2 separate regions of the Rattus norvegicus genome follow, and region 1 is linked to region 2. The links are chromatin contacts, called in public Hi-C maps. All regions are on one chromosome and are shown on one strand. Each heading gives the region's core, a stretch centred on a gene start, on an enhancer-like site or on the middle of the called end of the contact. The rest is flanking DNA. Distances are from core to core; before and after follow the strand shown. Region 1 overlaps Shank2 (SH3 and multiple ankyrin repeat domains 2). Region 2 holds the start of Dhcr7 (7-dehydrocholesterol reductase).

Region 1 (3,157 bases), core at 367-2,866, 180 kb before region 2:
AAGTAGGCAGGCTATCTCTAAAACAACTTGTGTTGGGCTGCAAGAAGAAATCTATCATGTCTGGGGGAGGTCGGGCCCTTCATGTTCTATCTCACAGAGTCCTTTGTACTGACAGGTGTTAGTTTGGCCCCAGTGGTTCCAGCTCCTGAGGCTGCCCCACTTTCAATCCCAGCAGGGACAGAGAAAGAAGACAGGCCTGGCATAGATAGATGTGGTGGATGAGCAATGACTGCGGCTGGGTTCCTGGGAGTCCAGGAACAGGTCAAAGGCAGAAGCTTACACTGAGCAGTGAGACGGAGCGATGTTCCATTGGCTCCCCATGAAGGGATCACTCGTCCTTGGCCCCAGCACACAGCACACAGCACACAGCACACAGCACATAGCACACAGCACACAGCACACAGCACACACAGCACACAGCATGCAGCACACAGCACACAGCACGCAGCACCACTCCCAGTCAGCCTTGGGGAACAAGCTCCCATTGAAGACTGATAGCCCAGACCAGCTTTGTCCAAGCCTGGAGCAAATGAGATTTTCCAGTCCTCAGAAGTCCTGCCCTGGAAGGTGGAGAGGAAGGCAGCGCACCAGAAGCCCCTTTTATGTGTGTTCCCCTCTCAGCTGCCTGAAACCGCATCCAACAGCTTGAAGCAAATACCTGTGTCCATCTCAAACCCTCCCCACAACCCTGGTTCCCTCCCCCATCAGACCCAACCTCTGGCCTCTGACCAGCTCTCTCAAAAGTTCTCTGCCTCACAGCTCCCAGATGAACCCACATGCCTGTGGCAACTGGTTCTTCAATGTGTCTCATCTGCTGCTGTCCATCCATCATCTGGGATACGGTGGGCATTCGATGGACACAGTCAGACAGGAGCAAGGCTGTGGAGCTGGCAGGATGCAGTGAGGGAGAGATGGACAGAGCATGGGTCCTGAATCTGCCCGCAGTGGAGTGTCAACTCCAGCTACTACCAGCAAGTGGGGACAGAGCCCAGAGTCCCAGGCCTGTGGGGATGGCTCAGGTCAGATTTGGGCAGACGTGACAAGTATTGATATTGGAAATGTACTGTTTTAAATGCTTGATTGCTGCAAGGTAGACATAAACCAGAACTCTGAGGTGAGCTTAACGCCCCACCCCCATCTTCTTTCCATAATAAAGGGGGGATAATGGGAGTAGGGGATGTTGGGAGCAAGCCATAGCCTGGTTCCAAGAACAGAGCTGACAGACCAAGGCAGGGAGGACAATGAGGTGAGGCTCCCCAATCCAAGCCATTACCAGCAACCTCTTCATCCACAAAGACACCCCATAACGTACCCTCATGTTGACTTTGAGAAGACATGACTAAACAGGCAGGTACCTAATAAGAAGGGCTCCACCAGACAGGTCCAAAGAGGCCCAAGGCTGGGTCTGGAAGTGGGATGATTGGAGGAAAATCAGCTGCAAGGTTCTCTGCAGCAGGGTCCTGAGATCCCAAGGCCAGAGACCTGACCTGGAGGGTCATGACCCTAATAAGGAATGTGGTGCAGCTCCATGGGAACAGCAGACAACTGGCCACCTGACAGGGGCCCCGGGGAAACATTAATGATTAACTCCCGGGCAGGGCAGAGGACAACTGGGCACATTCACTTTCAGGTAAGTAGGAAACAGAAGTTGCTCTGTGGACATCCTGCTGGCTACCCAGGGCACACTTACACTAAACACCCATTCGTCATGTAGCCCATGCTCAAACAGAATAGGAGGCCTTGCATTTTGTCTGGCTTCATTCTGGGGAGCGGGAACAGTCTTTGGTCCCTGGATCTCCTCAGGACCAGATTGCAAAATAGGTCTGCTCAGAAACAGGAAGCAGGCAGGGTGACGCAGAGAGGGAGGGTGGCTTTGTGCTACCCTGGGCAGTTGCCTTTGGTACAGCTATGCTCAGAAGCACACACAGAGCTGTAACCTCCCAGGCCAGGAAGGGTCAACCCTCGTTGCGGGCCTCTTGCATCAGCCCTGCTGGACAGCTTCTAATACGGAAAAAAAAGAATTTCTACAAAGAAGAAGCATTTTGCTACTAGAGCATTCTAGGAACATCTAAAACCCAGAACTGGCTTATTTGTCACCTAACGCCCCTCATGGAAGGGGCACAGTTTCATACTCATTCATGTACTGGGGCACAAAAGGTGACCTTTGAGGAAAGATACGGATAAAACAGTCCAGGCAATGGCTACAATGCGTTTGGGATCAATTCAAAAATCTCAGGGGTTCACAGACCGATTTCTAGTTTAAAATGCACAGAGTTCTCCTTCCTAAGGGAATCTCAAATCAACAGGGTGAGAGATTTTCTTTTGTAGTTCATTTTGTGCCTCTAATGTATGAAATTGGTTGGTCCTTAAAGCAGCAAGACCTTTCCTTCCCAATGCCCTCAGGGCATTGTTTAGGTATTTAAAGGCAGGTCAAGGTCCCAGTACAGGATAGAGGGCCGCTTCCTGGGAAACGTGGAGGACAGCAGTCAAATTTGTCAAGAAGAGCACTAGCCCCCTAGAAACTGAACTGAGTAGAGGAGGCAAGGGTCAGCGACACGGGAGCCAGACAGCATCAGTTACTAGCTCCTCAGAGGAGCCTTGTTATAAAGCTCTACCCCTTCGCCCCATGGCCTGTAGAATTCTCCAGAGAAGCAGCCTGCTCTACCTGCCCAACCAGAGCACCATGGCTCTGGTGTTACGGCTGTGCAATGGTCTATCTTAAGGGTCAACTTGGTGGGACTTAGAATCATCACGGAAACAAACTTCTGAGCAAGTGTAAGAGGGACTTCCTACATTAGGTTTGCTGAGATGGAAAGACACACCCTAACTGTGGGCAGAACCATCCAGTGGGCTTAGGTTCTGGACCGAAGAAGCCATGTGGTCAGCTGCCTCCCACAGCTGACACCCCTGCCTGCTATGATAGACATTATCCTTACACATCTAAACAAACCTCCCCTTCACGAAAATGCTTCTCATCAGGCATCTGGTCACAACAAAGGTAAAAATAACCAACACAGGGTGTGTCTGCCCCACTGTGCAAGATTCTAGTGCGATATTTGCCTTGCTGCCTAAGCGCCCTCCCAACCCCCCCCCACTGCACGGGTGAGTACACTCTCCTACTCGCTCATTCATCGAGGACATCATGGAAGACACAGAC
Region 2 (2,754 bases), core at 77-2,576:
TGGTACTCTACTTTGGCACACTGGGAGGCTATGAAATAATAACATGGCTAACTCTGCATATCAGATTCCAGGGATCTTCCATACAGAAAAGCATCTATGTTGATGGAATATTCCAGAAGCAGTAGGGTGTCCAATCTGGAAATCTGTTAGCCTCGGGTTGGATGTCAAGATGAAAAGGTAGGAAATCCCAGAAATGGGTGCATGGCGAGAAGCACGTCCCCCTATGTGTACCGATGGGAATTTATCCTGGGAAATACTTGGGGCCGTGGCAGCTGGCAGACAAAAGAACCTCCTGCAATGCTCTGTATAGACATGTAAACTTACGTCACACCCACCGAAAATCACCAAAGAAATCAGAAGCTCTGGCACCCAGGGCTAGAAAGAACCGTTTCAAAAAGATTCTATCAGAAGTAGCTCAAAAATTAAAGATGTTCTGCCGTTTGGAATTCTTCCTCTGAACACCATCCTGATCTTTAGGGGGACAGGGGACTCTCCACAAACTGGGGAGGTCAGGTATGCCTAGAGCTTCCCATGATCCTCATGCCAGTGGGCAATCCATCTATCTCCTGAGAGAATAAATCGAATCACTCAAATCCAGTGAAGAGATTCTCCTGGCTGTATATGCCAAGGGGTGAGTTTATACTTGCCCCTCTATACCTGAGCATTCAAAGGTCTCTCAGGGAGCTGGACCCTCATCCCACAGCAGATGGCTGCTCTCCTGGCCACAGGCCCCAGCTAAGCAAAGTCCACCTCCACACCTGATCACAGGTGCACCTGGACCATCTGGGCAAAGCATCTCCCCTCCTACCCGGCATTCAGACCCCCTCCCTCAGCATACATCTCCCCAAACCAGAGCACACAACCCTCGCTCCGGTGCACACGCCTCTAAATCTGCACATCTGTTCGCCAATCTACCTAAAACCTGTGCAAACGCGCATACCCTCATTTACATACATATCTCCTCCCACCCCCGCCCAATCTCACAAACTGCCTCCTTCCTGAATACTCATTCTCTTTTTTTGTACATATGGCCCACGCTTCTGCACTCTCGACGATCCCCTCCCCCCCACCTCCCACGTCTGTGCGCACAGTCCTTCTCCTGTACTATAGCCCGGTCCGTGCACACAAAACCTCACCTGCGTGCGGGATCCGGGCGGTTGATTCACGAGCTCCAGCAGCGCCCTAAGTGTCTGCCTGAAGCACCGCCCCCAGGTGACGTGAGGTCACAGACTACCAATCCGAAGTGGATTTCGTGAGCCGCGCCCTGTGATTGGTGAAGGCAGTGAGCTGACTCGGAGCCCACCGGGCCCTCCAGTCGGCGGCGGCAGTCTTGAGATTGACAGCAGGGCCAGCCCCGCCCCGCCCACGCCCCTGGGGACTTGGGTCCGATTCTGCTTTGGGGGAAGAAGGATACAATTGTGGATTCTGCCACGCAAGCTCCGATCCTGCTCCTCCCGTGCCTCAGTTTACCCTGCTGCAGAACTCCTTCCTGAAGGAGAGCATCTCCTGCACGGGACAACAGATACTGCCGAGACCGCGAGGCAGGACCAGACCAGTCCCGCAAGGAAGAGGCCTCTAGCAGACTGTGAATGTGGCCCTAGTATGACAGCCAAACGGGTCCTCTGGTGGGCAGGACTCAGTCACACCTTCGTGCCCCAAAGGGTATTTGGGGAAAGCCCAGCCCGCATTCCTGTCAGCTGAGCCTTAACAAAGCAGCTTTGGATAGTTTCATTCTCAACTCTTTCCTCCGCGCCACCTGACATTCGTTAGTTACAGTCGCTAGTCGCCCTCTCCTGGCGAGAGTCTCCTCTGCAACCACAATGAAACAAACTGGTAATGGATGTGACTTCAGCACTGTTAGCTACTGTCCACGTGCTGGTGCATCAGCTGCCCAACAATGTCCTTTATTGCTCTTTTTCTCCAAACCCCGGGATCCAGTCAGGGTACACATTTGACTAGAGTAATAGGTTATACAGAATATACGGTCGGGACTGGAGAGATGGCTCAGCAGCTAAGAGTATTGGCTGCTCTTCAGGTGACCAGGGTTCAAGCCCCAGCACCCACATGGTTACTCAGCCATCGGTATTTCCATTCCCAAGGCATCCAGCGCTCTCAACATGCATGCATGCATGCATGCATACATACATACATACATACATACATACATACATACATCATACATACATAATGCATGGTTACTCCCTGGAACTGGAGTTATGAACTGGCACATGGTTACTAGGAATTGAGCCTGGATCTTCTTCAAGGTAAGTCAGTAAGTACTCTTAATCCCTGAGCCGTTTCTTCTGTCCCTGTCTTGCTCTTGATTAATAAGTAAATGAAGGTAGTGTTATTTTGAGACTGGTAAATACAATGTTTCCAAACAACCTTTGGCCCTGGTGACTTAGCATTCTTTGAGGACACTTGGGACATGGCCTACTTCTTGGTAGGAACAGTTGGCTTGATTTCAGCATTCCTCCAAACGTATTAAACGTATTAGCTGATGGTCTTTTATCAAAAATTCAGCTCTTTTAACTTTTCAAAAATTTTAAAAATTTCTGCCGGGCAATGGTGGGTGGCACATGCCTTCAATCCCAGCAATCAGGAGGCAAAGAGAGGCAGACCTCTATGAGTTCGAGGCCAGCCTGATCTACAGAGCAAGTTACAGGACAGACAAAGCTACACAGAGAAACTCTGTCTTGACAAACAAGAAAAAAAAAACAAACATTTGTTACTATGGTGCAGTGCTTCTCAACC

What was found. Hi-C and Micro-C count contacts between places; a contact is called where the count stands out from the background.
Region 1: a Hi-C map of liver shows a contact between it and region 2, with 2.1 times the contacts expected there. The contact joins the enhancer-like site here to the promoter of Dhcr7 in region 2. A contact is called at or near these places in 2 of 12 Hi-C or Micro-C datasets (kidney and liver).

What each region holds. Positions count from the first base shown.
Region 1 is chr1:208,619,245-208,622,401 of GRCr8, reverse strand. All of the region lies in intron 1 of Shank2 (SH3 and multiple ankyrin repeat domains 2), which reads right to left. Among named protein-coding and RNA genes, the nearest start is that of Shank2, 22 kb to the right of the region's middle. Within about 2 kb of position 1,616, at least 7 of the 93 cell types and tissues checked have an H3K27ac peak or open chromatin away from gene starts, as enhancers often do. A contact at or near this core is called in kidney and liver, where this site is marked.
Region 2 is chr1:208,443,006-208,445,759 of GRCr8, reverse strand. It overlaps Dhcr7 (7-dehydrocholesterol reductase), which reads right to left and starts at 1,326. Exons shown (of 9, transcript NM_022389.3): 1 at 1,137-1,326.